7 separate regions of the Mus musculus genome follow, and regions 1, 2, 3, 4, 5 and 7 are each linked to region 6. A link is a contact called in public Micro-C and promoter capture Hi-C data. All regions are on one chromosome and are shown on one strand. The core of a region is the stretch at or near the end of the contact, and the rest is flanking DNA. Distances in the headings are between cores, read along the strand shown.

Evidence for each region. Promoter capture Hi-C pulls out the DNA fragments that hold promoters and counts their contacts. Hi-C and Micro-C count contacts between places; a contact is called where the count stands out from the background.
Region 1: a contact with region 6 is called in a promoter capture Hi-C map of liver. The contact joins the promoter of Sowahb here to the promoter of Ccdc158 in region 6. A contact is called at or near these places in 16 of 39 promoter capture datasets (the 3T3-L1 cell line, the HPC-7 cell line, HPC-7-derived erythroid cells and 9 more), 6 of 484 Hi-C or Micro-C datasets (the HL-1 cell line, embryonic stem cells and nephron progenitors), 4 of 115 datasets of contacts at active chromatin or transcription factors (embryonic forebrain, embryonic stem cells and stem cell-derived neural progenitor cells) and 2 of 9 other capture datasets (embryonic stem cells and pancreatic islet).
Region 2: a contact with region 6 is called in a promoter capture Hi-C map of second pharyngeal arch cranial neural crest. The contact joins the enhancer-like site here to the promoter of Ccdc158 in region 6. A contact is called at or near these places in 11 of 39 promoter capture datasets (3T3-L1-derived adipocytes, the SN4741 cell line, cranial neural crest and 5 more), 6 of 115 datasets of contacts at active chromatin or transcription factors (embryonic basal ganglia, embryonic forebrain, embryonic hindbrain and 3 more) and 3 of 9 other capture datasets (embryonic stem cells, embryonic tail and embryonic trunk).
Region 3: a promoter capture Hi-C map of embryonic stem cells shows a contact between it and region 6. The contact joins the promoter of Art3 here to the promoter of Ccdc158 in region 6. A contact is called at or near these places in 9 of 39 promoter capture datasets (cranial neural crest, embryonic stem cells, liver and 4 more), 1 of 484 Hi-C or Micro-C datasets (B cells), 3 of 115 datasets of contacts at active chromatin or transcription factors (all in embryonic stem cells) and 3 of 9 other capture datasets (adipose tissue, macrophages and pancreatic islet).
Region 4: a Micro-C map of granulosa cells shows a contact between it and region 6, with 2.1 times the contacts expected there. The contact joins the enhancer-like site here to the promoter of Ccdc158 in region 6. A contact is called at or near these places in 25 of 39 promoter capture datasets (the 3T3-L1 cell line, 3T3-L1-derived adipocytes, the C10 cell line and 15 more), 5 of 15 datasets of contacts at CTCF or cohesin (embryonic stem cells, large pre-B cells, pro-B cells and 1 more), 33 of 484 Hi-C or Micro-C datasets (the G1E-ER4 cell line, the HL-1 cell line, Th1 cells and 7 more), 11 of 115 datasets of contacts at active chromatin or transcription factors (embryonic hindbrain, embryonic limb bud, embryonic stem cells and 1 more) and 5 of 9 other capture datasets (adipose tissue, embryonic stem cells, embryonic tail and 2 more).
Region 5: a promoter capture Hi-C map of liver shows a contact between it and region 6, with 3 times the contacts expected there. The contact joins the enhancer-like site here to the promoter of Ccdc158 in region 6. A contact is called at or near these places in 13 of 39 promoter capture datasets (3T3-L1-derived adipocytes, the HPC-7 cell line, HPC-7-derived erythroid cells and 7 more) and 1 of 9 other capture datasets (liver).
Region 7: a contact with region 6 is called in a promoter capture Hi-C map of liver. The contact joins the enhancer-like site here to the promoter of Ccdc158 in region 6. A contact is called at or near these places in 16 of 39 promoter capture datasets (the 3T3-L1 cell line, 3T3-L1-derived adipocytes, the C10 cell line and 9 more), 1 of 484 Hi-C or Micro-C datasets (embryonic stem cells), 6 of 115 datasets of contacts at active chromatin or transcription factors (embryonic basal ganglia, embryonic stem cells, epiblast stem cells and 1 more) and 2 of 9 other capture datasets (adipose tissue and embryonic stem cells).

The regions. Positions count from the first base shown.
Region 1 is chr5:93,042,797-93,046,423 of GRCm38.p6, reverse strand. Sowahb (sosondowah ankyrin repeat domain family member B) reads left to right here and starts at 1,402. Exons shown (of 1, transcript NM_175270.4): 1 at 1,402-3,627. The coding sequence starts at 1,566.
Region 2 is chr5:93,123,261-93,126,738 of GRCm38.p6, reverse strand. All of the region lies in intron 1 of Septin11 (septin 11), which reads right to left. Among named protein-coding and RNA genes, the nearest start is that of Septin11, 32 kb to the right of the region's middle. Within about 2 kb of position 2,223, at least 39 of the 459 cell types and tissues checked have an H3K27ac peak or open chromatin away from gene starts, as enhancers often do. A contact at or near this core is called in second pharyngeal arch cranial neural crest, where this site is marked.
Region 3 is chr5:92,385,146-92,388,435 of GRCm38.p6, reverse strand. Art3 (ADP-ribosyltransferase 3) reads right to left here and starts at 1,549. Exons shown (of 10, transcript NM_001370591.1): 1 at 1,445-1,549; 2 at 225-302. The coding sequence starts at 293.
Region 4 is chr5:92,981,771-92,985,363 of GRCm38.p6, reverse strand. No RefSeq gene overlaps it. Among named protein-coding and RNA genes, the nearest start is that of Gm36764, 26 kb to the left of the region's middle. Within about 2 kb of position 1,448, at least 32 of the 459 cell types and tissues checked have an H3K27ac peak or open chromatin away from gene starts, as enhancers often do. A contact at or near this core is called in granulosa cells, where this site is marked.
Region 5 is chr5:93,059,761-93,063,166 of GRCm38.p6, reverse strand. No RefSeq gene overlaps it. Among named protein-coding and RNA genes, the nearest start is that of Gm22915, 12 kb to the left of the region's middle. Within about 2 kb of position 1,861, at least 8 of the 459 cell types and tissues checked have an H3K27ac peak or open chromatin away from gene starts, as enhancers often do.
Region 6 is chr5:92,673,738-92,676,988 of GRCm38.p6, reverse strand. It overlaps Ccdc158 (coiled-coil domain containing 158), which reads left to right and starts at 1,862. Exons shown (of 25, transcript NM_001360018.1): 1 at 1,862-1,931.
Region 7 is chr5:93,015,009-93,018,493 of GRCm38.p6, reverse strand. No RefSeq gene overlaps it. Among named protein-coding and RNA genes, the nearest start is that of Gm25521, 3.6 kb to the right of the region's middle. Within about 2 kb of position 2,108, at least 4 of the 459 cell types and tissues checked have an H3K27ac peak or open chromatin away from gene starts, as enhancers often do. A contact at or near this core is called in liver, where this site is marked.

The DNA.
Region 1 (3,627 bases), core at 153-2,652, 370 kb before region 6:
ATCGCTAGAAACGTGGCAGTCATGGGAGGCTGCAGAGACACAGACATTTGGGGTGGCTGTTAGGGAAGGTGGGGAGGGAAGGCTGCAACGAGGCTGTGCAGAAGACAAAGGGGCTTGAGGCTACAAGAGATAGGTACTGTTGACAGTATGCAAATCAACTCAAGATAAAGAAGAAAGAGAGTCACCCAGACCAGACAGAAATGTAGGGCTTTATGGATGAAGTGTGCTGCTGTGGCTTAACTCTTCCCTCTTCAAAGGGGGCTAAAGAAAAACTTGAATCAGGGTGGACTCAGCAGCCCTTCAACAGACCAAGAGAGTCTAGCGTCCCCTTTCCTGGGGTGGAATCAAATCCTCGTCGCGATTTCAACATTTTAAATGTGTGGAGGAAAACTTGCATTCTCAAAGCAAAGACTTCACAAAGAAGTCAACATGAAACAGATGGAGCGAATCTCTTCTCTTCACAAATCTTAGACTAAATTAAAAAAAAATAACTCTGGGTATCAAATACCTTAGCTAAGGAGATAATTCCTCTGGATTTTGGCTTCCTAGGAAATGACCTCTCTGATAGCGAATCCTCCCCCAACACCTCTGGCACTGAGCATTGTAATATAAGACAATGATGCCGGAAAATGAAAGGCAAAACCCAACCTTCGTCTGTAGCTTTCAGAGTGATTTCGCTCTCAGTACAGACTTAGGCAGGTGTGTCTGAACTCCTTGAAGAGAATGTCCTGGGAGCCGCCTTCTCAGTATCTTGTTATCGACAAACTAAAAGAGATTTGGTTTGGATCTCGGTGGGTTTTTTTTTTCCGGATCCCGCCGGATTCTGCAATTGGGAACCCCGAGCCCCTCCCCAGACCGAGCTAATAAAGAGAAACAGCGGGGAGCCAATCTATTGGACCCTGACCCGTGAAGACTCTAGCTGTAACTCGTGCCGCGGGGAGAGAGGGACCTAGTCGACCTCCCTCTGCTTTAGTTTCTAGCCTGGCGGGCACTCTGAGGGACAGCCAGTCGCCTACCTGCCTGACATCTCCCAGGCCTCGGGGTAGCTGCGCGCCCGGGAGAGCTGTTCCCCTCCGGCTCAGTTCGCCCTCGGCCTCACCTCCCACGCTGCCCGCGACTGTGACCAGCCTGACTCACCCCGGACGGGTGGCGGGGGTTGGGGGATACTTCAGAAGGCGGAGGTACTGGAGGCGGGCTGAGCCCTTCCCCCAGAGCCCAGGAGGAGGCGTAGCCAGAGCGCAGGTGAAACCGACTCCGACCTATCCCGGGAACTTTCGCTGCGGGGACTCGCTGCGACAGGCCAGCGTCGTTCAGGGGCGGCCCAGGAGCCGCCCCCTGCCACCAGGGTTGCGCGCGGGGACTCTGCCTGGGCACCCGCCCCTAGGGACCCTCGGCCCTCCTGGAGCGCCCTGGGGATGCGGGCGGCGCCGGCCTCCGCGGCTGATGGAGGCGGGTGGCGCCACCCTGGGCGCAGGTGACACTCTCCAGGCCTGGGTTTCGGTCGAAGGGGAAGTGCGCTGGGAGCTCGAGACGCAGCCGCCCCAGGGACTAAGGACCCAGCAGCGATGGCCGGAGAGCTGAGCCAGGAGGCACTGCTGGACTTTCTGTGCCAGGCCGGGGGCCGAGTGCGTAACGCAGAGCTGCTGAGCCACTTCAAGAGCTTCCTGCGCGACCCTCACGTGTCTCCAGGCCAGCTGCAGGAGCGTCGCGAGCGCTTCAAGGGCTTCGTGAACTCGGTGGCCGCAGTGCGCCAGGACCCCGACGGCACCAAGTACGTGGTGCTCAAGAGGAGGTACAGGGACCTACTGGGGGAGGAGGGCCTGCAGCGACCGGGCCCTGTAGATGGAAAGCCGCGGGGCCACCGCCGCCGTGACCCGGAGCCGCAGAAGCCGCCGGCAGGTGCGGGGACCCAGGTGGACGTAGGTGGCAGCGCGCAGAAGGTGGCCGGGCCAGACCCCAGCCCGGAGGACAGCCCGAACCAGAGGACACCGGAGCCAGAGGCTGCTCAAGCCAGAGGCAGGTGTGCGGCTGTGGGGACGCGAGGACGCTGCTGCTGGGAGTGCCAGCAGAACGGCTGGGGACAGTCCACCGGACAGCCGCTGCCAGAAGATCTCGGAGACCCTGCAGTCGCCTGCGAGAAGCCGGAGCGCGCTGCACCTGCCCGGGATGACCTCGGAGCTCCGGGGTGGCTGAGGGAAGGAGAGGCCGCCGAGCACGCGCCTGGATCTGTACCGCCTGTCTGGCCTCCGACCGCCGTCGAGGCTGCTGGCAGCCCGACGTCCCCGCCTGCTCTCCCGCCCCACCCGGCGCCCTCCAGAGAGCCACTGGAGCTGTTTACCGCCGGCTCCCCGAACCATTCAACCCAGCAGCTGCAGCAACAGCACCAGCGCACTCAAGAGTGGGTAGCCAGATACCTGCAGGTGCCTGAGCCCGAGATCCAGGCGCCCACTCGCGCCTGGTCGGTGTTGCCAGACAACTTCCTCCAGCTACCTTCAGAAACCGCCTTTGGGGTCTCGGAGACCAGCTCGGCGCTGCCAGAGCCCGCTCTGTCTTTTCATTCTCTCCTTCCCGTGGTTCTCGATGAGTCCTCAGAATCCTGGCCAGGGAACGCTCCATCTACCGTCTTTCGAAGCATTCGTTGTCAGCTGTCCCTCCAGGATCTGAATGACTTTGTGGAGCAAGAGAGCCATGGAAGTGAGGAGAGCAGCAGTGGACCCAAAGAATCTCCCGGAACCCCCGAAGAGGGGCTGCAACCTGTCTTGAGAACTTCCTCCTGGGGGGAGCTCAGGGATCCAGTTGAGGATCTGTTTTTGCCACCAAACGACAGCCCTTGCCTGATCCGGCGGGACCTCGGATATAGAGGGAATGCGCCCAGTTTTCGGAAGGTCCCAACAGTGGCTAAAAGCCTTGGAGACCACCCCCAAGAGCCCTTCCCTGCCCTCAAGTTCCGAAGGTCTGTCAGGAGGAGCTCTCGAACAGGAAGAACCAAATCTCCTTCTTCCTCAGACGAGGAGCATCCTGATGAGGACTTGTGGAAAAGGAGTCGGCGCCCACCTCGGTCCAGGAAACCTTCCAAGGCAGGAGCCCTGCCCAGCCCAAGGGTGGATGCTGTTTTGGTACAGAAATTGGCAGATGCTAATGCTGTGGCCAGTCAGCCACACTCTTCATGGATCCCAAGCAGGGATGGATCTGCAGCCTTGATACCCCACAGACCTTCTGAGCACAGGTCCCCCCTTGTCCCTCTAGACACCAGGGAGCATGAGTGGATTGTGAGGCTTGCCAGTGGTTCCTGGCTTCACGTGCTGACTTTGTTCTGGGAGGACCCCCAGCTGGCTTTGCACAGAGACTTCCTGACTGGGTACACAGCCTTGCACTGGATAGCAAAGCATGGTGACCTGTGTGCCCTTCAGGATTTGGTCTCTGGAGCCCAGAAGGCGGGCATTGCACTAGATGTAAATGTGAGGTCCAGTTGTGGCTATACCCCACTGCACCTTGCAGCTATTCACGGGCACCAGGGAGTCATCAAATTGCTAGTGCAAAGACTGGCTTCTCGGGTGAACATTCGGGACTGCAGTGGCAAGAAGCCATGGCAGTATCTGAACAGTAACGTCTCTGGGGAAACGTGGC
Region 2 (3,478 bases), core at 974-3,473, 450 kb before region 6:
TAACAATTATCCAAGTGGTGAAGGAGAGAGGCAGGCAGGGGAGTGATCAGATCAGCAATTAACACCCACAAAAGTAACTCCTGTGGCCATCTGACTTTGAGAAAAGTCCAAGCCTCAAACCCTGTCTACACAGACAGGATCAAACTGCCTATCTTTCTGTAATCAGGGCCCCACAGTTAAAAACCCCTTTTGTTACAATTATGTCTAACGCACACACTTGTGACCAGGAGCAGGGTTAGCACAAGGCGGCAGCTGCAACCAACAAGGTAAGGAGATGAGGCTTGATGGCTCCTCCCAGCTTCCTCCTCTCTCCAGCTTCCTACTCACTTAAACCATATACTAATTCATGAGTCATCGCAACAGACATATTCACGAACCACAGTAAAATCCGATGCATTCGGCCAGAGAGACTGGTGACTCCTCAGTCACCACGGAGGGGAGAACGGTGATAAGTTGCTTTGTGTTCCATCCACCAGCGCGGGGAAGCACAGGGAATCAGTTCAGAGCTGAAGGAAGCTGCTCGGTGAACGCCACAACACTTAGAAAAGAACACGAGTTCCTCCACTTCTTAAAAAGAATTCTTCTCTTTACTATTACGAGTATGAGTGTTTGCCTGCGCATATGCATTGGCATCCTGTGTGTGTCTGGTTCTCAAAGAGGCCAGAGAGGTGGTTGGCTCCCCTGGAACTGGAGTTACAGGTGATTGTGAGTTGCCATGTGGGTGGTGGGGACCGAACCGGAGTTCGGTGCTCTAACAGTTAGTTGAGCCATCTTTCTGGCCCCATGTTTTTTTAACTAACCAAAGAAGCAAAAAGAGAAGGTCCAACATTTCCCTTGAACGAGGCACAGAAAGCCATACACCATTTTCTACTACGCCAGAACTTAAACGCACTAGCAAAGGCCAGCAGGATCTCCGAGGCTGCCACACCATCCACCCTTCAGGGTGTCAGTGGAATCCTCCTTCCTCAGGCAAGGAACAGTCACGGCTACAGGCAGATCCAGCCCTTAAGAAAAATCTGCTTCATTCCCTGTGAAGCGGATGGTTTGGACCTCTATTTCACAGATGGGGAAACCAAACTCACTTAAATGGCAAAGCCAGAGTCTAAACCAGTTTTACCCGATTCCCAACACTCACACCTTACACTGCACAATTAAAATCAGATCTTCTCAAAGGATACCCACTTCTGCAGCGCCCCACATGGCACCTGTGCATCCTGTAAGCAGAACACCACATTCTTCAGTGAGCGTCTCTCACTTCCTTATATTTATATATTCCTTACAGATGCCCACCATATCTGTAAACTAACAGTACACTACATTTTCATACTTGTCGACGTCCCAGAAGAGTATTTCTTGGTTTTTGTTTGTTTCAAAACAGAGTTTTTCTGTGTAGCCCTGCCTGTCCTGGAACTCACTCTGTAGATGAGGCTGGCCTTGAACTCACAGAGATCCACCTGCATCTGCCTCCAGAGTGCTGGAATTAAAGGAGTGCACCACTACCGACTAGCCACGTGTCTCCCAAATTCAGGAATCCAGTGTTTCTTACTCATCTTACTTTGAACTTTACCTACTATAATACAAACCACCTATTTAAAAAAAAAAGGCTATATGTTTACAGACAGTGAATGGCAGAGAGTACATCGTCACAAAGTCTATACAACCTGCCTTGCCCAACAGAATACAAGGTAGGATACAGGGAGAGGACCCACAGCGATTGGTATGGACTGAACTGCATCAAGCATACGATAGGGGTCAAGTGTAAATGGGGCTTTGAAAAGTGGGAGAAAACCAGTATGTGACCGCTCTAGACATATGCTTTAGTAAGGACTCCTCCAATGCTCGGCCCCCGACTGTTGTGTAAGGAGTAAGTAACAAACAAGCGCAGCAAAATCCTTGTCACCATGGAATCAGCAGCCCTAGGGAGTCTCTAAAGCCAGTTCTCAGTAGCCTTTTATAAACAAGAGTAGCACAGATATATGCTGACCGTAGTAGAGCACTGGGAGTATTGCACTCTCCTCTGAGACGGAGGACTTCGAAGGCTCCTAGTCATACTCCACAGACCCCAGGCAGCTTAGATGGAGAGAACAGTGCATGCTAAGGGCAGGGTCCCAGCAGGCAGGAAGAGAGCAGCGAAGCTGAGGAGGGCCCACAGCTGTTGCTGGAATGGGTTCCTTACTGTGCCCACACACAGAAAGCTGGGGGCTGGGATGAGAGTGCACACAAATAATCTCAGGCCTCCAGAGGCTGAGGCAAGAGGAATGTGAGTTCAAGGCCAATCTGAGCTACACGTGGCCCTGATCCCCCAAAAACAAACAAAAGCTAAAAAGGAGTAAAAATTATAACTTGTAAGTGATGGAGCAGCTTGTGGCAACCATGCTCACTCTCACTCACGCAAGCTCACCAAGGTGCCTCTCTTCTCTTGAGTGAAGCAAGAGCAAGCAGTGGCAGAGAGGAAAGAAAAGGGCGAGGTCAATAAGCAGACTGATGCAAACCACATGGCTAAGCAGGGAAATTCCTATCACATCCTCTGCTTCCACCAGACCCCACGGATGAACAGCACAGAGGTGTGGCCAAGCCCCTCTGGGCAGTAAGGAGAACAACTATCCAGACTCCTACCTCCCACATGGAAGAAACCGCCACCTCATCAAGTTAATAAAGAAAAAGAAAAGAAGGGAGGTCCAGAGTCATTCCCACATTCTGTTGGAGGAGGAGAGAAGGATGTTCACTACTTGGTGCATACAGGCATGCACACGGACAGACAGGCGCGTGCACACACACAAACACACACAAACACAGGTTTGCTGATGGAACATTATTATACAATTCTGAGCTTACATAAAAAAAAAAAAACAAACCTATAGGGTTGACAAGATGGTTCAGTAGATAAAGTCACTTGCCACAGAAGCCTATTGACCTGGGTTCAATTCCCAGGACCCATGTAAAGACAGAAGGAAAGAACCAACTCCATGACTTACACTCGTGTTCTCCCATCAAGTACACACATATGCACAATAATAATAAATTTAAAAGAAAAAAAGAAAAATTTTGTTGCTAGTAATATTTTACTCCCATGAACACTTATGTTCCTACAGCCTGGGCTAGCTTGGGCTAGCCTGGGCTTAGTGGTGTTTCTTTTAAGTTGTTTCAGTTGATAATTTATTTACCTAGGCTCCCATTTCTGCAGCCATTTTAATTCACTCACATTCTTTTACATGCACTTTCCTGCCGCTCACAATTGGGAACAAAGTTCAAGGGGACAGCCACTAGGGAACCAACACAGAACTGCGTTTATCTGCCTGCAATCCATCCCCGGAGCCCTTACAAGAACTTGCCCAGGCTTTGGAAATCGCATCCAGGTGTCATCTAACTTAAGCATTAATATTTTCCCATAAGAGCAGTGCAAAAAATGGAAGCATATTTTAAAACCAACTTTAAATAAATTTCAAATCACACATTTACATAACATGGTATAAGCTTG
Region 3 (3,290 bases), core at 300-2,799, 290 kb after region 6:
TGATCCCTTTGAGTGAGGGAGTTTGTGGTTGAATTTTTCTGTCTTCTTTGCTTAATTTAAATTTTCTACACTTACCACATGTGTAACCTGCAAAATAAAGGAAAAGCTGCTTCCAACAAGTTCATTTGCCTATTCTGGCTCCTCTCAGTCTGCAGAGATGCCTCAGGCTGTGTTACAGGGTTCCCAGCCCAGGGAGCGAGCATGCTTCCCGTTCCCTTCATTACCTGGAAGATGTCCATTAGAACTGCGGCTGCCAGCAGCGTGGTGACCATTTCAAAATGTCCCATCTTCATTTTTCACGTCTGGATTAGAATGAAAAACGTTAATTCAGTAAACTTAACAAAGAGGGTTTAGGGAAACGGAACTGGATAAGGTGATGTTGCATATTTTTTCATTCTGGATAGATATTGTGATAGTCGCAGTGATTATCAAATACATTCCTATGACTATAAGAGGCATTCAATGTTATCCAGGTGTCTAACAGTTTGTTCTAGAGATGTCAATGCAAAACTGCAGAGAACTTTAGTGCTTCCAAGTCTACTTCCACATAACTCTAGACAGACCTCTCCCTCCAGAGAGACCTTTTCCTCCCAATCTCTAAATGTCCCCTGAGCACTCACAGGAAACAACACAAACTAAAACCACCATGCTCTCATTCTCACTCCCAGTTTCTAAGAATGGTCTAGAAACTTTCCCATGTGAAGCTTCCGCTCTTCCGTTCGCTTTGCAAGTTAGAGCATGCCCACTTGGGTGGGAGCGGAGACATGAGGTCAGCAGCAGTACAAAGCTGTTCGCCTGAGGTGACCTCCCTCCTCCAACTCTTCACAATCAACACAAGCCAGAGGTCGAGCCAGTGTGGAATGTCCTGACGATAGGAACAGACTCAGGAGCCCTTCGAAGGCAGTGATTCTAACAAGATTCTATCATTGTCCTGGCTGGGCGCCCAATACCCATTCCGGTATTTGTGGCAGCGTAAGGGATAGACAGGAGGGCAAGAATCCTCACTGGCTGAAGCTATCCGGAGCCATTAACCGACTCAACCAGTGACACAGGTTGTTAGCCTCCGGTCTCTCACATACATAATGCTCCAGCAAAGCTGCTGCCATTGCTGTAACTCAAATGAAGCCTCTATTTTCCTGTATTTTTTTTTAACCAAACATCATCATCTGGATTCTGAATGAGATAATAAACAGCATAGGGGAAGGAAGGGCAGTCTTTCTTGTTGTAATCCATCCAGGTCCCAGGTTCCTGTCTTCAAAAGCAGTCCTTTTATCTAAAGCTATTAAAATATCTGTAGTTATTTTAAGATGCTACTCTGTGTCAAACTTCCCTCTCAAAAAGTCTAAGGAATACCCATGGGCAGCACGTGCCAAGCCAGCCGTGGGCCAGGGTTTCCCTGGTCTTCCTTTCTGCAGTTTGGGTGCAAATAAATCAAAATGTTTACCTGGCGTTTGTGCCTCTGCAGGAAGTTTAAATGATGCCCTGTCTCACACCGGATTCCCACTCTGCTGTGGAGAACTTCCCTCCAGGATAGGATGTTGTTGACAGTGAGCTGCCTGGGAATGCTTTTCTTTTTATAACACCCCTAGTGGTAGCTTGGCAGTGGCTCATTAGTCAACTTCTGCCCTGCTATTTATATCCGGTCGGTCGCCACACTCTGCCCTGGAACCACTGCTGTTAACACTAAGTCTCCAAGAGGTCTGTGAATCCACAGCAATGTCCCCCGCCACAGAGCATGCTCAGTTCTGAACCCAGCCCTGGACTCCTTTGGAGCAGTGTGTGTGTGTGTGTGTGTGTGTGTGTGTGTGTGTGTGTGTGTAGTTGGGGGAATGGGACTGGGTGGGTAGGGTGGCGGGGTGGTCAGTTCCCAACAACTGAGCCTTTGACACTCATATGCTAGAGGGAAGGCTGGACTGTCCTCTATTAGATGACACCCACAGCAAGGGGGCTCACTTGTTAAACACTGTCAACAGTGATGGTTATCACCACTCAACCAGCTGACTGCGGTTCAGGTACTGCGCCAGGCACTGAGACACACAAACAAGCTGAGCACAGTACTGAAGCTGGTTTGGCAGTCACTACTATGTGTGTGTCCCCAGACCCAATCAGGTAACAACTGCTCAGGATAAACGAAGGCCAATGAAAGTCCAACCGAGAACACTGGCAGGAAGGAAGCTGGGGATGCCAGCATCTAGAACACTCTTTGAACAAGGACAGATGCTGGCTGGTTTTCTGTCGCCTTGATGCCAGCTAGAGTCATTTGGCAAGAGGGCACCTCAATTGAGAAAACACACCCCCCACCCCTGGCCCCCTGGGCTGGAGAGATGGCTCAGAGGTTAAGAGCACTGACTGCTCTTCCAGAGGTCCTGAGTTCAATTCCCAGCAAATCACATGGTGGCTCACAACCATTCATTCCTAATGGGATCTGATGCCCTCTTCTGGTGTGTCTGAAGACAGCTAAAGTGTAGTCATATAAACAAATCTATGAGAGAGAGAGAGAGAGAGAGAGAGAGAGAGAGAGAGAGAGAGAGAGAGAATGAGAGAGAGATCCCATTAGCCTAGTACAATTCATTGGTTGGGGAAGATCCAGCTCATTGTGGGTGTGGTCCCACAATGAAAGCCGACTGAGCAAGCCATGAGGAAACTGGTAAGCAGCCCTCTTTCATGGCCTCTGCATCAGTTCCTGCCTCTAGGTTCCTGCCCTGCTTGAGTTCTCGCTCTAACCTCCCTTAGAGATGAACAAGATGACCCCAGGTTGCTTTTGGTCACAGTGTTTTTTCCATTTCGTTTTCTGAGACAGGGTTCCTCACTGAACCTAAAATGACTTTGCTAGGCTGGGTGGCAAGTGAGCTCCAGGGACCCTCTTGGCTTCTGATTTCTATGTGGGCTGGGGATCTGAATTCAGAACTTCTCACTTACAAGGCAAGCATTTTCTATCTCCCATGCTCTCATTTTTTTTAAATAAGAAATTTGTCTTGGGGGCTTGAGCTAAGGCTCAGCAATGGAAAATACTGGCTTGAACCCACATGGCAGCTGTTTGAACGAGAATGGCCCCAACAGGCTCCTGTATTTGAATGCTTAATCCCAAGTTGTTGGAGCTATTTGGGAAAGACTAGGATGTGTGGCCTTATTGGAGGGGGTGTGTCACTGGGGACGGGCTTTGAGTTTTCAAAAGCCCACACTCCAGGCCCTGTCTCTGTCTCTTTCATGCTCGTAGCTCAGAGGTAAGCTCTCAGCTACTGCTTCAGCACCATGACTGGCTGCTGGCTGCCAGGACTGCCGCCATGGAC
Region 4 (3,593 bases), core at 199-2,698, 310 kb before region 6:
TTGTAAATAGAGGAGTCATTTTGGAATGGGGGTGAAATGGAATGATGCAAAGGAGATGGGGTCTAAGGACTTCAGAATTTGGGGAGCATTTCCCTTGGGACTTGTGGAATTGTTAGGAACCTTGTGTGGAGCCTGGGGTGTCTTTGCTTTTATTTGCAGGTAGTTGACAGCAGGACACCCTCAAAGTTCGGCTGTGTTTTGGTCACCATGGTTCAATACTATGCAATAGCCAGAGTTTCAGTTTTGGTTGCATCAATCTTCTCTACTGTCTTCAGGATGCAGAGGCTGTGTGTGGACACAAAGGGGCCACTTTGTTCTGGTATCTTTGTTCAGAATCAGATTTGGGTTGGGGGCAGAGACAGGAGTGCACACTTGAGCAATCAGGCACAAAACAGAGTTGATTAGGCACAGCTTGCCCAAGTGTGATCAACTACTGGAGTTTCAACATGACTCAGAATTAAAGGAATGACTCTCTAAGGATGGAATTTAAAGCTTGCAAGATGGGTCAGTGGGTAAAAGGACTTGCAGCTAAGCCCGACCACAGGAGTGTGATTCCCCAGGACCTGGAGTAGGAGAGAGCTCACTCCTGCAAGCTGCTCCCTCTTGACTTCAGCACTCTCACACATGTGAGAGTATATATGCATGAGGAAACACACATTAAATAAATTTATAAGATAGGTGATTGATAGCTTGATGTGTGTGTGTGTGTGTGTGTGTGTGTGTGTGTGTGTGTGTGTGTGTGTGAGAGAGAGAGAGAGAGAGAGAGAGAGAGTTTGAATATGCTTGGCCAGGGAGTGGCACTATTTGGAGGTGTGGCCTTGTTGGAATAGGTGTGTCACTGTGAGCATGGGCTTTAAGCCCCTCTCCTAGGTGCCTGAAAGTCAGTCTTCCACTAGCAGCCTTCAGATGAAGATGTAGAACTCTCAGCTCCTCCTGCACCATGTCTGCCTGGATGCTGCCATGCTCCTGCCTTGATGATAATGGACTGAACCTCTGAACCTGTAAGCCAGCCCCAATTAAATGTTGTCCTTTATAAGAGTTGCCTTGGTTATGGTGTCTCTTCACAGCAGTAAAACCCTAACTAATAGAGATATAGAGACAGAGATAGAGATAGAACTGGGGGCTGGAGAGATGGCTTACCAGTAAAGAGCACTTGCTGCTCTTGCAAAGGATCTGGGTTTGGTTCCAGCACCCATGTGGCAGCTGGCAACTGTCCCTAACAACAGATGATCTGGCGCCCTCTTCTGGCCTTTGAGAGAATTGGGCTTGCACAGAGTGCACATGCACACAAGTAGGCAAAACATTCATGCACATAAAATAAATCTTTAAAAAAAAGAAGAAAAGGTAGACTTCAACTTGGAGGTCAAGCAGGAGGGAGAGAGAGAATGTCCTCCCCTGCCACGTTGTCATTGTCCTCTGAGGTCAGCTGTTACATATTCCCAGTGTTTGTTTTTTCCACTTTCTGTACAGATGTGGAGGCCGTTCCCCTCTCACCGAGGTTCCCACAACATACTAGGAAGCATATAACATATCACAGACATGCCAGAAGTAACCGAATATTGTATGACAACACATGGACTCAGTGTCTAGTCTCTTCAGCATTTCATTGTCTTGTTTTAGCATTAATACAGCGGGGATGGAGAGCCCTCTACTCCACCCAACCATCAGTTGTTTTCAATTATGGATGCACTTTCAAGAAATAGAGGTTATTTCCTTAATTCCTCAGCAGCCTGCCATTAGGAAAAACAGAGTTCAGTGTTTGGTTAGGGTTAAGCTTTTGTTCTGCTTTCACGTGGCATTTAGATGCAGTGAGAAACACATCTCTTGAGTGTATGCTCTCAATTTTCCCAAAAACATTTCTAATGAAAAAAGATTCAAATGTACATGAAGCTGGAAGAAGTTTTACAACAGCTGTATTAGTCATAATATAGATTTACTCTACACATTTTATTATATTTGCTATAATACCCATCCATACTTCTCTCTTTTTAGATTTTTAGGCAGTTTAAATACTTTATCCCTGTGAAATACTTCAGCATGGATGATATTAGGGACATTTCTTATGGTTTTCTTTCACATGATACAACATTTGCATGATAGTAGTAAAATGCACATCTTGTGTTCCTTGAGATATTTGCTCTTGGGGGTTGAGCTCGGGACTCCATTGTGCTAAAACAGTTGTTCTCCCATGGCTACACCCCAGTCCTTCCATGAGTTCTGAGGAGCCCCTACCAAGGTGCAGAACAATCAATCCCCCCATGCCCCCCCCAACACAGGATCTACCCTACAGTGTTCCCACCTACTCCTTGCCCAGTTGCCCCACAGACAATTCTGGGTTTTTCTACCATACATTTGATTTACAAAGGACATCACACAGTCTCATTACTCTTGTGTGAAAGACTCACACAAGACTCATTACTCTTGTGTGAAAGACACACACAAGACTCAGCATTATTTTTGAAGCACCTTGCATGTTTGATTCCCTCAAAGGCCAGAAGAGGGCACCAGATCCTCTAAAGTTAGGAACAGTTGCCAGCTGTCATGTGGGTGCTAGAATTGAACCCAGGTCCTCTGCAAGAGCAGCAAGTGCTCTTTACTGTTAAACCATCTCTCCAGCCCCAGATTTATTTATTCTTCCTTCCTTCCTTCCTTCCTTCCTTCCTTCCTTCCTTCCTTCCTTCCTATCTATCTATCATCAATCTATCATCTGTCTTTTTTTTCTTTTTTAATTGGATATTTTATTTACATTTCAAATGTTATCCCCTTTCCTGGTTTCCCCTCTGAAAACCCCCTCCCCCTATCCCTTCCCTCTATCCCTTCCCCTGCTCACCAACCCACCCACTCCCACTTCCTGGTCCTGGCATTCCCCTACACTGGATCATTGAGCCCTCACAGGACCAAGGACCTCTCTTCCCACTGATGCCCGACAAGGCCATTCTCTGCTACATATGCGGCTGAAGCCATGAGTCTCTCCATGTGTATTCTTTGGTTTGTGGTTTAGTCTCTGGGACTATCTATCTATCTATCATTAATCATCATCTATCTATCTACCATCTATCAATCATCTATCTCAATTTTGTTTAATGTGCCTTTACTCATGCATATAGGTTGTATCAGCAGTCTATGTCTTTTTCTCTCTTGTCCTTGCAGTCTTGGGAACTTCAGCTAGGCCCTCTTACATGTCAGACATGTTCTCTGCCATTGGTTATAGCCCCAGCCCTTATGTTTTGTTCTTGTTGGGACATTAGTCTTCATTATAGAATGGACTAAGTGATTCTGTTAGTCTCTTGGTGAATACCTGGGCTGTTTTCCAGTCTGGGCCTTCTTTTACTCTTCTATCCTCATGACCAAATAGCTGACCAAGATGAGAGAGGAGATGGTTATTTTGACTCTTGGTTCCTAAGAGTTAAGTCCATGGTCTCTCAGCCCTGTGTTTTTGTGTAGCAGGACACCATGGTGGAGGGGTTCTTCATGGTGGACAGAAAGCAGAGAAAAACAAGATGAAGGAAGATGCCAGGGAGGTACTGACCTGTATCCTTCAATTGGGTCCCATCCCCTACCTTTTCATACTTCTAAATAACGCCATTATCTTT
Region 5 (3,406 bases), core at 612-3,111, 390 kb before region 6:
TCTGCACTAGTTGGGTGCCCAGTAATTACACTCAGTTCTCACAGTACCTGTGGGTTGCACAGGCCACACAGGTCAGGACCCACATGGTAGACACCAGCCTGGGTAATCCTAGGGGTGATCCATGGTGCTTACTAATCAGTGTGGCTATCAACTCGGGGTTCCGGAGACTCTGCTTCAGGATTGAGGACTAACTCACTCACTGGATCCTACATGTGCTGAGCACCATCCTATTGTAAATGATACAACTGAAAAATAGCCACATGAGGCAGGCGAATTTCTGAGTTTGAGGCCAGCCTGGTCTACAGAGTGAGTTCCAGGACAGCCAGGGATACACAGAGAAACCCTGTCTCAAAACAACAACAACAAAACAGCCACATGTTTGACTTGTGCTGTTGTTTCCTTGGTTTCTCTTACTGTTGCTGCTGTTGTTGTTGTTGTTGTTATTCTGAGACAGGGAATCTTGTAGCCCAGGCTGGACATAAACGTGTTATATAGAGGAGGTTAGGCAGGAACTTTTGCTCCCCTACCTCTGCTGGGATAACAGGTAAATGCACCATGCCCAGCTTTGGAAGCAGTCTCATATTAAAGATGATTTGGGTGAAGTCTGAAGGAGAGGTGTGACCAAGCCCACTCAATCAACAGGTTCTCCCATGTGGGAGTGAGGATTAAAAAGAAAAAAGACAGTTAGACAACATTGTAGCGTGACCCCAGTCAATTCTGAGACTGAAGGCAAATTTTTATTTTCCAATCCACTTTTTATACAATTTTAATTACATGCAAGTATTTTGGGCAAGCAGTACAATAAGGAACTAACAAAGCAGCAAATGATTACTCCCATGACAGTTGTTTAAAAGGGCTTGTCATAGACGCACGCCTTTAATCCCAGCACTCAGGAAGCAGAGACAGGCAGATTTCTGAGTCCAAAGCCAGCCTGGTCTACCAAGTGAGTTCCAGGACTATACAGAGAAACCCTGTCTGTGGGGGCGGGAGTTGGGGGGAAGGCTTGTCATAATAACCAAAATACTTGAGCCCGCTTCCTCGTCCAAGCCCAAAATCTTGCCTGAAGCCTAGTTCTTTGTCCTTAGCCAGTGTCAGACTCCTGCCAAGCGGTACCCCAAAAGGCTTTCCACAGAGGTGGGAGCTCTGTCCTTGGTGTGTGCCCCCTCCCATGTCACATGTAATCAACTGGGATAACTATTAATCATGTGACTCAATTCATTCTCTGGCCCCACTTTCTTCCCTAGAATTGGAAGGAGATGTTATAATGTCACTGAAATGTCACTGCAGACTCATGTCTTGGGACATTTGGCCTCTGGCTGGTGGTGCTTGTTGGTTTGGAAGGTTATGGAACATTTGGAGCTAGGGACCTAGCTGTGGACTTAGGCTTCTTGCGAATGGGTCTTGGGTTTGGTTCTGCTTCTGGCCCATTTCTTTGCTTTCTAATCCACTAAAATGTGAGTAGCAGTGAAGTAGAAACTTCTGGTTTCATTGGAAAGTCAGTTGTGTAGGATGATGTTTTGCTAAAGCAAGCACATCAAAAGATGTGTGATGGATCCTTTGCTAATTACATGCATGTATTGGTTTGCCTTACATTTGTATTACTGGACTCTGTTTTTTGTGATTCCATAGAGAGAAACGCACAAGAAAACAACAACAACAACAACAACAACAACAACAACAAACCTCTGGTGGTGTTCTTGCTGCTTCTGTGGACTTGAGCCAACTGTTAGCTGATAGAGACTCATGTGGAGTTTTGCTAAGACAGGCTTGCTAAGGCAAGACCCATGGAGGACACCTGATGTTTGAAGGGACTATAACTAGGATTCAGTGGACCGTGCGGAAGCTTGGATATCTAGCTTTGCAATGCTTCTTGATCTCAAGTCTTTACTTAGCTTCACTTGGTTCCTTGGATACAGGAACCAAGGAACAGCCAGGGACAGGATCCTTCCCATTTCTGTCTGCATCCTGTGCCACAGCTCTCCTTACCCAAATTTCTCCCAGAGAAAACTGATCTCTCAGGAGTACTGACACATAGGCACAGAGAGAGGCACAGCAAAGAACTTCTCCTAGTATAATCCCTCCTGCTGAGTCATGCCAATTTGGCTGAGGCCTGGCTGTTTCTGCTAGGTCATGCCACCGCTGCTGATTCCTGTTTGCTATCTCAACACTACTGAACTGCACTGCTGGGTATATCCGTGAAGTGTTTGTGAGTGGATCAAGCCACTGACGCTGAATCTTATGAATTGAACTGCTGATTTCCTGACAATGTAGATGGGATTTGCGCCAAAGAACAATTTCTAAACAGGTCTACTTCCCCCATATCCTAATAACCTTTCTTTTCCACTACCTCTGGTGGGTGGTGGACTAGAAGGGAGGTTAAATCATTTAAGAAGCCTTATTAAAAGTAGTTTTGAAAGAAATCTAAGCTTACAGAGGAGATACCACCTAAGGCTCCCACAAGTTCTGACAAGTACACTCCATTCGCCCAGATGAACTCTGTCTCCTGAAACCGTCAGGTGTTTTGTCACAGTGACAAGAAAAGCAGCTAGTTAATGGGAGTTGACATCTCCAGCCCTCTAGTCATGTTCTCCATCTTCCTGGTGTGACTAGCACCTTGCTGAGCCCACCTAAAGGTCTATTCTGAGTCACTAAATTAGAACATGTTCAAAAGACATTAGGAATGACCAAGGACACACCTGTTACTACAGAATTTGCAAGGTTTTTAGGAGAAACCAGAGACCAAGACTAAATAGAGATAGATGGTTTTGTTATATCATAAGCTTGGAGCTGATCCTGTGCCACAGCACCCAGAGCAGATCCTGAGACAAAGCACTCCATACCCAAATACCGCTGGGAGAGAGTGAGTCTCTGAGGAGTGTGGACAAGCTTGTGAGCATAGGTAAGACCATCACTTCTGCTCCGATGGAGCCGCTCAGAGACCTCAGGATACAGGAACCAAGGAACAGCCAGGGACAGGATCCTTCCCATTTCTGTCTGCACGCCATGCCACAGCTCTCCTTACCCAAATTTCTCCCAGAGAAAACTGGTCTCTCAGGAGTACTGACACATAGGCTTGCAGGAGGGACAAGCCACAGGCAGAGGCAGCAAGACCAGCTAACACCAGAGATAACCAGATGGTGAGAGGCAAGGACAAGAACATAAGCAACACAAACCAAGGCTACTTGGCATCATCAGAAACCAGTTCTCCCACCACAGTGAGCCCTGGATACTCCAACACACCAGAATAGCAAGACTCTGATTTAAAATCACATCTCATGATGTTGATAGGGGACTTTAAGAAGGACATAAATAACTCCCTTAAAGAAATACAGGAGAACACAACCAAACAGGTGAAGGAATTGAACAAAACCTTCCAGCATCTAAAAATGGAAATAGAAACAGTAAA
Region 6 (3,251 bases), core at 613-3,112:
GTGTTTGGTCCCAGAACCTATGTAAAAAGGCAGAGGGAAAGCTCTCTCCGAGGAAGATACCCCACACTGACCTCTGAGCTCCACTTGCACCCCTACTATAGTTAATGCTCTCTAGAGGAACAGAGTGAATGCATATTTAGGCTTTACTACTTCACCTTTCACAGTAAGGTCTGTATCCCTCTGAAGAGGCTGAAAACCCAGGACCTAGTTAGTGTATAAGGCTGGGTGCCTTAGCAATCCTAGGCTGGTACAGGAGGTGTGGGGAGCCCCTGGTCTTCAGTCCACATGGGAAGGCTAAAGAAACTGGGTTCTGATGGTAACAAAGGATGGTAGGGACAACCACAAACTCACCTTTGGAAGGTTTCCCTTCCACCCCTCCTAACTGGGCTAGGACCCACATTTAGGCTGAGGCTTCCTAAGTCACATAGCCCGATCAAGAGAAGAAAAAACTTTATTCAGGGTACAAACACACACAAAATGAGACAGCAATAAGAGTCACGTGTTAGGTAATTAAAATGTTTTATGCCAAAAGAACACACTTATGTTTTGATAGAAATGAAAAGGTTTAAAGGAAACTAATTGGAACTTGTTTTCAGTCTAGTCACAGAGGCTAGCCATTTATCGTCCTGCTTAGTGATTATAATTTCCTGTTTATGTACTTGACGCTATAGTCCTAGTTGTTTCCAAGGCAGTAAGCGGTATGACAAAAGTCTTCAATGGTACTTCATAAAAGGTTACAATTTGTAACTGCATTACATAAAAGTGTTTGATATTTATAGTCAATTTATACACTGTATATGTGTTGTACTACTTAACCTTGATAGTTAACAGAATCCAACATCACAAAGCAAAAGTTGATCTATACACTTCTGTAAGAGCATAGTCTAAGAGGCAGAAGGATTCCAAGTTTGTGGCCACCCTAGGCTACGTAGGGAGTCTCTGTCTTCAAAACAATAACAAACGCTACAGGTTGTATCTCTCATCTTCCGCCTCTTTGGAACTCTTTCTTTGGGATGCTAATTTGAACAGCACGCTGGAGTCTGAGTGTATAGTCGTTATAACGACAGAGTAACCGAAGCACAGAAGAGGAAACAGCTCTCCGAAGGCAGAAAGGTCAGTTATCCGAAGAACTCTGAACCTGAAAAAACAGTCCGGACGGAAGTGCAACTTAAAAGCACAGGCTAAGCACAGGCGAGCTGCAAAATGCAAGTTATTCTGTTAGCTTGAACAGGCAGGGGTGGGGTGGGTTAGGGGGAGTAGACTGCACATGTGAATAAGGATGTCAGCCTGCCCCTCTCTCTGAGCGCTGGTAACAGAGAGGATCTGTGCCATTTGGTAGCTGGGAGGATCTTTGTGGGGTCTTTGTGAGGACGACAGGAGAGTGAGGCTAGATAAGGAGCCGGGTTGCAGGGCAGTAGTAAGCGAAGAAATGTGGCTTGTTGGGCCTCCCTGGTTGCCTTGGCGACGGGGTAGGGGAGCGGGGAGCACGTAGCAGTCCGGGGGCGTGGTCTTACAGGCTGCCTGCCCCGCCCCCTCACGGGCAGCGCTCTCTCAGGCCCCGCCCCTCTTCTTCTGCCTCAGCCTCCCCTCTCCCCTCTCCCCTCTCCGGTCCAGCCCTCCTCCTCACGCCCCGCCTTTTCTCGTACCTCAGCCTTCCGGCTTCTCTCACGCCCCGCCCTCCTTACGCCCCGCCCTTCCCTCACACCCCGCCCCCTTTCTCCCTAAGTTCCTCGCCGCCAACCGTCAGACCGGGCTTGCGCTCCGCAGAAGCAGGGAGCTCGAGGCCTCGAGGTGGCCGGTCGGGTGCCGTGGTAAGGTAGCTGCGCGGGGTCGCGGTCTCGGGTGCAGTGAGAGCCGACAGGGTCTCGCAGGTGCGGCCGCGGCCCCCGCGGACATGCGGCCGGTCTCTTAGGGCTAGGTGTTGTTAGCAGGTATGCGGACGGAGTGCGCCTCGGGGTACAGGGAAGGGTCGTTCTCCTTGAGGACCTGGATCGACTCCTGTTCCTTCTGGAACTTTCCATGGCCTTATGGTCACACGTGGAAGCAGCCCAATCACTTTGTACAGCTGTTTTCCACTTTGTACACTGTCCCTGTTCTCCAGGGGCAGTGGCGGGAAACCTGGGTCTTCGTGACTGCAGAGTCACTTGCAGAATTCTTTGAGTCCAACAGGACTGCTCCCTGCTCACTTTTGTTCCGGCCTGGCTCCTGGGAATCTCTGGAAGAGATGGGAAACTGTGGGGACAGACAGTGGAGTCTCGGGCTGTCACCAGTATTTCGTCCCACATGAGACTGTGTGACTGTAGCCTCTTGATAATCCACTTCAGGTCCTAGACTTTCCACCTCAGCAACAGCCTCCTTTCCCACAACACTTGCAGAAGTCCCCAATTGAGCGGTCCTAGGCATTGCTCCTGTTAAATGTCAGGTTGGCTTTAAGGTCACGGGAATGCAGAAAACAAGTAAGTGGTGTGGGCTGTTCCTCGGTGTGTTTTGGCTGATAACTACATAAGAAAAAAAGGTCCAGAGTGTTGAATCTTCCCAGAGGGTGAGTTAGACAGGGCTGCTAATGTGTGTATACCTATGGTCTATGGGAGTGGGAAAGTTGAGGCAGAGATCTGAAATGCCAACCTCTGTGCCACGTTTTTCATTTTTTTAAAGATGTATTTTTATTTTATGTTAATTTAGTATTTTGCCTGCCTGTGTGTAAGGGCACCATGTGGGTGCCTGATGCCTGTGGTGGCTAGAAGGGGTTGTGGGATTCCCTGGAACTGGACTTACAGAAGGTTTTGAGCAGCCATGCAGGTGCTGGGACCTGGACACTGGCAGCAAGTGCTCTAAGGCCTAGCCATCATTCCAGTCCCATATTTTAAATTTTAATACAGTTATCTATTCATTTTAGTTGAGTGTGAACTACATTTAGAGGCTGTTTACCCTCTAAATGTAGTTGTTAAAGATTTATTTGATGTATCTACAAGGCCTTTGCTTGCTGTTTTAGTTTCGGGGGTGACTCTGTTCTTCTGTATTAGAGTGATCCACTTTAAAACTCTAGAATCTAAAGCTGGTGTGGTGGTGCACACCTTGAATTCTAGCACTCAGGAGGCAGAGGCAGGCAGATCTCTGTGAGGTCTCCATAGAGAGCTCCAGGCCAGCCAGGGCTATGTAGAGAGACCCTGACTTAAAATACAAAAACAAACAAACCTATAGCATCCATTTAAAAGGGCCTTTTTCGAAACCACCTATCCCCAGAGGGCATG
Region 7 (3,485 bases), core at 859-3,358, 340 kb before region 6:
GTCTGCTCGGTGATTCTAAAGCCTGTTCAGGTGATAATCGTTATTAACTAACACAGGCTGAGTGTTGGTTGGCTTTGGGTGTGTTAGGAAGCTCAGCATGCCGCTGTTTTTGTTTTTGATTTTTCAGAGCTGAGGATCGAACCCAGGACCTTGTGCTTGCTAAGCAAGCGCTCTCTACCTCTGAGCTAAATCCCCAACCCCGCGGCTGTCTCTTTTATAAGATCTGTCACTTGATGAGGACCCACTGTCTAGTTTGCAGATGGTGTCATCCGTGTCCTCAGATGGTTGAAGGGTGAGTGAGTTCAGTTCCCTTGGGCATACCCCATGGTTTAATCGAATCCACGAAGATCCTGCCTCTGCACATTGGGGATTACAATTTCAACACAAAATTATTGGAGAGGCATAAACATTCAGATCACTGTGAAGAAATGGAGGGACTATGAAAACTTGATTCCATCTTGCTTTTTGGGTTTTGTTTTGTTTGTTTTGTTTTTTCATAAAATTCTTTTAAGTACGGGTGCTGAAGAGATTGCTCGTGGTTAAGAGTGATTCCTGGCTTGGCAGGGGACACTTCCATTGTCAGCAGACACATCGCATAGCTTCCAGCTGCCTAGAATTTAGTTCCAGAGGATCTGACACCCTCTTCTGGCCTTTAAGGATAACATATAACAATGTCTCTGGCTATAAGCCTACAATCTTCTGCTTTAATGAATCCACCCAATGAATATTTACTAAGCACATATTCTATAATATGCTATGGTTTGCTTTTTGTTTTCTTACCTTGGGATACACACACAAAAAGACCAAAGTTCAAACTATTTTTATTTTATGTGTGTGAATATTTTGCCTTCATTTATTTGCGTGTGCCACCTGTGTGCCTGATGCCCAGAGCGACTGGAAGAGGGCATCAGATCCTCAGAACTGCTGTTACAGAGGCTTTGCAAGCACCATGTTGATCAGGGAAACAAAACCTGGGTTTTTTTCAAGAGCAGCAAGTGCTCTTAACCACTGACCTATCTCCCCAGCCCTGCAAAAGATAAGAAGTCTGTCCTTGTGAGGTTAACCTTCCAGGAGGGTGTAAGCTTGTGCACCAATACCCAGATGTCCCTTTGGACTCTGTCCCTGTAGCCACTCCTTGCCCTTCATTCTCTGGATGCTACTGTCCAGTGTTGGACTGATTTGCCATCCTTACACATCTTCTTCTTGACTCCAGCTGGGAGAATGGGGAGCGAAATTTTAAGGGAGTTTTAGTTATGTCAGAAGCCTTCCTGTGTCCTGAAGCTCCTTACTTAGCTAAAAGTGGATATTATGTTGCCAACTGTGAAAGTCTGGACACTAATGAAGAACATAGAAAGGTGTCCCTTCTGTCTCCAACCAGCAGAAAAGAGCGACAACACAGCGTTCTTCTCAAAGCAGTTTATTCAGGAACCTTTCAACATGCAAGCAGGAATCTCCCTCTAGCCCCCAATCGCAATCCCTTATATAACCCCTCAACCACGCCCCATCAGACCAGTCCGCGTAATCTCAGTTCATTGGCCTTCGTCAAATGGCCTGATCTTGCGTCATGGTGCGTCTGCGCAGCTCTCACGATGGACATGGCTTATTTTCCAGTGTATGAGGAAGTCAGGTGCAAGTCATAAGACTTGGCTGCAGTCCTGGGCGCCATTTTAGGACTACTGCTGCACCCGCTCCCCACAGAAAGGCATTTTGGAGCTGGTGAGATGGTTCAGCATGTAAGAGCACTGACTGCTCTTTCAAAGGTCGTGAGTTCAAATCCCAGTGACCACATGGTGGCTCTCAACCACCCATAATGAAATCTGGTGCCCTCTTCTGGTACTTATTTATATTTATAATAATAAATAAATCTTTGGGCCAGAGCAAGTGGAGTTGACCAGAGTAGAGGTCCTAAACTCAATTCCCAACAACCACATGAAGGCTCACAACCATCTGTACAGGTACAGTGTACTCATGTACAATCAATCAATCAATCTTTTTTTTTTTTTAAAGCATTTCCAAATCCTTTGATCCAGTTCTTTGCTCTCACCCCAGACAGGGGCTGATGCAACCTTTTCCAGATTTACTAGCTGCCTCTAATGTTGTCAAATAAAACATTCTGGCTTTTTAAGGTGGGAACAAATGCTAGGTACCTTATCACCTGAGTGGGGATAGGTAGGTAGGGTGTGTTTTTGTAAGATAGGAGAAGTGTGTGAAATAAAGGACATGTTCTCTGGTTTCATTTTGATTTTTAGCTCCCAGGAAAGCTCTCTGGTATGGTTGGTCTCTCTTCTTGCATGGAACTTGAGTGACAGTGAGTGGTGGCAGAGCAAGCATGCTAGTGTGTCACTTGACCCATCTAACAGGCAAATGTGTGTTTAAGGAATAACTGCTGTTGGACAGGGTAGTATAATAGTCGGATATGATACATGGTTACACAGCAAGCTTTGGCAACAAATAACAAATGCTCACCTTCTTATGTCAAGTAACTGTACTTGTAAGAACTTATCCTGATGCAATCTTATAGTTACACAAAGAACTATGCAGACAGATCTTATCTTCCAGTCATTTATGATAATGAAAATCAATGTGAATTTTCCTTACCATAAAATCGGTTAATGCACAAAGTGAGACTTGTGCATTAGAATATGAGTCATTAAAATTATATTTAAAGGACTGGAGAGGTGGCTTGGTGATTAAGAGCCTTGACTGCTCTTCCAGAGGTCCTGAGTTCAATTCCCAGCAACCACATGGTAGCTCACAACCATCTGTAATGGGATCTGATGCCCTCTTCTGGTGTGTCTGAAGACAACTATAGTGTAATCATATATGTATATGTATGTATCTTAATTATATTTAATGATTAATAATTTTAACTCAAGTGATGAATTCATGGGGTTTACTATGATATTGTTCATATTTGGGGATACAGTTGATATTTTCCACAATGAAAAATAAAAGCATGTTTATCTTTAGAATGTTTACATTGAAAGCTGGGCAGTGGTGGCACATGCCTTTAATCGCACACTCAGGTGGCAGAGGCAGGAGAATCTCTGTGAGTTCAAGGCCAGCTTGGTCTACAGACTGAGTTCCAGGACAATCATGGCTATGCAGAGAAACCCTGTCTCAAGAGAAAATGTTCATAAAGCATCACTAAGGAAAAACAGGTTATCAGACTGTAGAAGTCAGGTAGTTTCCATAGGATTCCAAATGTGTAAAACAGACAAACATATCTGATATAGACACACATACCCACATATATACATATATACATCCCTTAAAATGTGATTCATATAGTGGTGACTTGAGTGAGAGTGGCCTCCATAGGCTTATATGTGTGAATGCTTGGTCCTCTGGTTCTGGCACTGTATGGGAAGGATTAGGAGGTGTGGCCTCATTGGATGAGGTGTGCAACTGGGGGCTGGGCTTTGAGGTTTAAAAAACCTATGCCTTTCCCAATCAGTTCATGGTTCCCTGCTTCCCTGCCTGTG